2 separate regions of the Mus musculus genome follow, and region 2 is linked to region 1. Evidence: chromatin contacts called from public HiChIP or PLAC-seq data. All regions are on one chromosome and are shown on one strand. Each heading gives the region's core, a stretch centred on a gene start, on an enhancer-like site or on the middle of the called end of the contact. The rest is flanking DNA. Distances are from core to core; before and after follow the strand shown.

Region 1 (2,700 bases), core at 145-2,644:
GGCAGACCTGGTGGTGGGGGCCGAAAAGAACAAAAAAACAAAAAAATCAAAACATAGATGGGTTGGTGAGTGAAGAGTTCAGGTAAGGGCTAGGACAACCTGCTGGCTCCTTTGCCGAGGAGAACTGGGGGCTTACACGTGCCCTCCCCGGTCACAGGGTTCCTAGCTCTGGCATCTTCTTTCTCATCAGAATGGTAGAGAAACTCTTGAGGTTGACACGGTCTGGGCAATAGGATGCGCGCAAGTCTGGGCGTTAGTTAGGAACCTTAGTTCTGACGTAGTAGATCCACTCCCTTGCCAGGGCTTCCCTAGTGGTACCTCTGCTCGGACACTCCTGCCGTGCTGAGACCAGGCACATGCTCAAACTCCAGTCCCACCCAGGCTGCTTCCTGGCCATTCTGTTAGCGTCTATGTTTGATCTTTTCCTGATAAACAATGATCAAGAACATTGAGATCACAGAGGAGCCCAGAAAAGGAATGCCAGAGGCAAGGCAGGAGCAGCGACAGCTTCTCAATTTGTCCACCCCCATTCTGTGCCCTTTATGGTCCAGGTGTGTAGCATAAATACTCATCTTAGTCCTCAACCCCCTAGGTGCCTTTTTTTTTTTTTTCAGATGAGAACCCCGCGGTTCTGAGGAGGAAGTGACCCGGCCCAGAGACACACACAGGTCGTAAGTGGCAGAGCCCTGCCTAGAATCGAGGCATGTCTCCAAGTTCACTGCAGCCAAAATTAATTTCCTAGAGGCAAACCCTGGCCAAAGCCCTTGCCATGGTCCCTCTTTCTCCAAGAAAACCCACAGTCAAAGTGTGAAATAAGTCAACTTCAAGTGCCATAAATTCCATAATAATACATTGGGTGGGCCCGCAACTATGTCTTCTGTCTAGGGAGCTTCATCAGACACCCACCTCTCTCATGCTACACCCACAGGACTCAGCTTGGAGGTCATGGGGTTCTTTGGGGGGGGGGGTCACTCATCACCCCTACTCTGCCATTGTTTTTTATTTCCTCCTCCCATTCCCACCCCCTGAGTGTCCTGGGGACAGGCCCTGCCTTTATATGTCACTCAGTGCCTGGCACCAGCCCTGGCATGTAGTCAATGTTAAATAAATAGTTGGTGACTGGCAAGGGGACAGACGGAGGCATGGGGAGTTGGTAGAGGGGTGGCCTTGGTAGAAAAGAGGAGGTTTACTGTCTTCCCCGCCCCCTTCTCCCCTCCCTATTAGTCTTTTCTGGGGAAAGCAACAGAATGGCTGAGGAGGCCCTGGCCACCACGGGTTTAACCAGGTTACTCATGCGTTATCAGGAAGAAACAGAGCCTGCAGGCAAGCAGGACTGGCTGGAAATTGATCTCTCCCCAGTGCCAGGAGGCAGAGCAAGGGGGAAGGCCTGTGTGGCTGCGCTGGGATTGGCTGAGAGCAGCTCTGAGGTTTGAGGATCTGTGACTCCCAGTGACCTATGTTGGAAGGTTGTCTTCCTTGACCTGCTTGGTTAGGGTGCAGAGAATAGGGTGGCACACACTGGGGGTGTGGTCCCAAAGCAGGCTCATTTGAGCTTCCCAGACACTTTGGAATACAGGTGGGCAAATCTCTCTGGGATGCAGTAGTCAACACATTGCTGGGAGTGGGGCCAGGAGCATAAAGCCTTCCTAAAGTGGAGAGGCAAGTGAGCCTCCACTAGACCTAGGGCCAGACTCTTGATGTGACCACACTGGGTGACTGACTCTTCATGTACAACAAGGCCAGCCCTGTTGGTTAGTCTTTACACTCAGGGCTGGTGATCTTTTCACAAAGGCCACAGGAGGGTAAGAAGCTACCAACTGAGTGACAGCCTCTAAGAAAATAGGCAACTCCTCTAAAAGGCCTACCCTGGCTGCTTAGACACCAGTGCGCTCGCTTTCTCTCTCTTCCTACGTTTTCTTTTCTTTAGAAACTTTTTTTTTTTTTGGCTAGGCAGTAGCGGCACACACCTTTACTTCCAGCACGTGGGAAGCAGAGGCAGGCGGATCTTTCTAAATTAGAGCCCAGCCTGGTCTACAGAGCAAGTTCCAGGACAGCCAGAGCTACACAGAGAAGTCCTGTTTCAAAAAAACAATAAAAATAAACAAATAAATAGGTTATCGGATGTGTGTGGTATATGCACAGGTGTGTACATTGGAAGCCAGAGGTGGATGTCTAATATCTTCCTCTGCCTCTTTTCACTTTTTTTTTTTTTTTTTTTTTGAGAAAGGGTCTCTCAATTATGTAGCCTTGACTGTCCTGGAACTTTTTAAGTAAACCAGGATGGGCTTGAACACTCAGAGATCCACTTTCCTCTACCTCCCAAGTGCCAGGATTAAAGACATACACCACCAAGCTTGGTTTACCCTACTTTTTTGTAACAGGCTCTTTGTTTTGCTTTGTCTTTTTTTCTTTCTCTAAACAGGGTTTCTCTGTGTTGCCCTGGCTGTCCTAGAACTCACTCTGTAGGCCAGGCTGGCCTCGTTAAAGGTGTGTGCCACCACTGCCTGGCTGAGACAGGCTCTTTTACTGAACATCATTTAGCTAGGCTAACTGGCCAATGAGTTTCAAGAATTCCCCTGTCTCTTCTCCTCCCCCCTACCCAGCAACAGCACCCTACTCTTCACTTGGGTGCAGGGGAGTCAAGGTTAGGTCTGCATGTTCATACAGCAGGTGACTTACTAACTCAGCCAGCTCTCCAAC
Region 2 (2,700 bases), core at 152-2,651, 620 kb before region 1:
CCTTAAGTTTCCCCTAATAAAGTCAGTAGAACTAAATGGGGCTCCTGGTTAATTTGCTGTCTAGTGAAACACTTAAAGGAGAAATAATACCTGGACTCATAACAATGATGTACCAACAGTTCCCATTATCTCTGATCAAATGCTCTTAGGCACGTGAAGAAACAGAAAATGCAATAGCTAGCCAAGAGGGGAGACGATGAAGATTAGATCCAGAGAGCCAGGCATGGAAGTGCACCTGCACCTGCCATCTCAGCACTCAAGGGGTTGAAGCTGGAGGATCAGAAGTGTAAGGCCAGCCCTGGCGGGCGACAGAGAACTATCTTAAAGAAACAGAGACAGGAGAGACAGCTTAGCATGGAAAGTGTCTTCTGTACAAATATGGGGACCTGAGTTTGGATCTCCAGAACTCACCAAAAAGCCAAGCATGGTAGCGCAGGCCAACAACCCAGGTCTGGTTAGTGAAGCTCAGTGGCTAGCCAGCTGATTGGTTAGTGAAGCTCAAGGCACAGTGAGAGTCCCTGTCTCCTAAAATAAAGGTGGAGGGATTTGGGGGATTCAGTAGTTAAGGGCACTTTCGGAGAATCCGCACTCAACTCACAATGCCAATATGAAGGATCACAACTGTCCATAACTCCAGTTCCGAGGAATCCAATGCCCTCTTAACATCCATATACATACAATTAAAAAAAGGAAAACATGTTTAAGCCAGTAAACTAAAGGTGTGGGGGTAGAAAAAGGAGGCTCACATGGGGCTTGTGGCTGATAGCCTAGCTCCGGTTTCAGTAAAATACCCTGTCTCAAATGAATAAGATGGAGAGTGATAGATCAGAGTACCCAATGTCCTACTCCGGCCTCTGTGCACCCATACACATGCACATGAACTGCACACAGTAATACACATATACATGCACACACACACACACACACACATACACACACACACACACACACACACACACACACACACACACACACAGACAGAGAGAGAGAGAGAGAGAGAGAGAGAGAGAGATTTGCTACTGAAAATAGAACAACCAGCAGTAGATTTTGTGGCACTAGAAGTGTTGGAGAAGGTTCTCAAGGGCAGAGGGAAATGGTATCTGATGGAAACTCAGTCCTAAAGACAGGAACACAGGCTGCTAGTACAAAGAACATAACTAGAAGACAGGTCTGATAGTTAATCTTGTCAGCTTGCCGGGATTCCGAATCCCCATGTCTGTGAAAGATGGTCTAGAGTAGGTCAACTGAGGTGTGGGAGGGTCACTGTCTCATGGACTGGGGCTCCTGAATAAAGAAAAGGGAGCAAACGAGCTGAGGCCCTGGACTGACCTGTCTCTCTGCTTCCCGGCTGGCTGCAGGTGCAGACTGGCTGCGGTGCAGAGGGCTGGCTGCCTCCCTTCCTGCCACCACACCTCCTGCTCCTTGATCGCTGTACCTTCCAGCTGTGAGTCAACATAATCCCTCCCTCCACTAACACGCCTTTGTCACAAGTTTTAAGTTACAAACACAATAAAAATACCAGCCCTCAAACACCAGCTCCAGAATTAGAAATCTTCTCAGTAGTTAAGAGTGCTCAGTGCTCTTCCAGAGGACCCAGGTTCAAGTCCCAGCGCCTATACAGTGGCTCACAACCATTTGTGCCTCCACAAACACCAGGAATACCCCTGGTGCACAGACATACATGCAGGAAAAACACCCACACATATAAAATAACAAAATAAAGAAATCTTAAAGAAAACCAGAAATAACAAGTCAGTAAGTCACCAGTGTATCCTTCTGACCCTTTAACCTATCTATAACAAGAAAGCAGAGCATTGTGATAATAAAAAGGATTCCCACCCCAAGACTAAACATGTCTACCTATGCTTCCTATGAGCTCCGGGTTTTGGGGTTTGATGGTGGCCAGTTTTTTGGTTGGTTTGCTTATTTGTTTGTTTTGTATTTTGAGGCAGGATCTTACTCTGTAACCCAGACTGGCCTTCAACTCACAGAAATCCTCTGCCTCCCCCTCTTGAGTGCTGGGATCACAGGTGGGAGTCATCATACCCCGTTTATTAACTTCTCGTTGAATGTAAGTATCCGAACTGTTTAGAAACCTGTCCGTACTGTAATAATGTAAACATAAAGTTATGATTTAAATAACCGTGTATTTGGGAAGGTCCTCGCATTCAAATGTTTAGGTACTTGTCTTCCAGATGGTGACTCTGCTCTGAGGGGCTGTGGAACCTTTGGAACTGTGGCCTAGCTAGCAGAAGTGGGTCACTGGTGGGGGGGGGCAAGCTTTAAACATGATGCCCATTTCTGATTCTTAGTGGGGCTCTCTGTTTCCTGATCTGTCAGAGGTGAACAGCTCAGGCCACTCACTCCAACCAACAACAGAGCCACCCCAGCCACCATGCCTTCCTTTCCCAAATTGTTCCTGTCAGGTATTTTGCTGCAGCATCAAGAAAGGTAACCTAAAAGGGTGAATATTTTATACTCTCTCTCTCTCTCTCTCTCTCTCTCTCTCTCTCTCTCTCTCTCTCACACACACACACACACACACACACACACACACACACACATGCACACACACACACAATGAATCCATGTGAGGCTCATTCTACACTGTGGAAAATTATAAGATTACAACCCTTGTTCTGTTGCTGTATAAACAACAGCAAATTACTTTTTGACAATTTCATACACATATAGATGTAC

What was found. HiChIP or PLAC-seq counts read pairs in DNA pulled down with a chosen protein or histone mark.
Region 2: a contact with region 1 is called in a FOXA1 HiChIP or PLAC-seq map of pancreatic cancer cells. The contact joins two enhancer-like sites. A contact is called at or near these places in 4 of 39 promoter capture datasets (cranial neural crest, maxillary cranial neural crest, pre-B cells and 1 more) and 1 of 115 datasets of contacts at active chromatin or transcription factors (pancreatic cancer cells).

The regions. Positions count from the first base shown.
Region 1 is chr11:53,460,530-53,463,229 of GRCm38.p6, reverse strand. It overlaps Shroom1 (shroom family member 1), which reads right to left. Exons shown (of 8, transcript NM_027917.3): 2 at 1-7. Among named protein-coding and RNA genes, the nearest start is that of Shroom1, 4.7 kb to the right of the region's middle. Within about 2 kb of position 1,394, at least 31 of the 459 cell types and tissues checked have an H3K27ac peak or open chromatin away from gene starts, as enhancers often do. A contact at or near this core is called in pancreatic cancer cells, where this site is marked.
Region 2 is chr11:54,079,267-54,081,966 of GRCm38.p6, reverse strand. No RefSeq gene overlaps it. Among named protein-coding and RNA genes, the nearest start is that of Pdlim4, 12 kb to the right of the region's middle. Within about 2 kb of position 1,401, at least 33 of the 459 cell types and tissues checked have an H3K27ac peak or open chromatin away from gene starts, as enhancers often do. A contact at or near this core is called in pancreatic cancer cells, where this site is marked.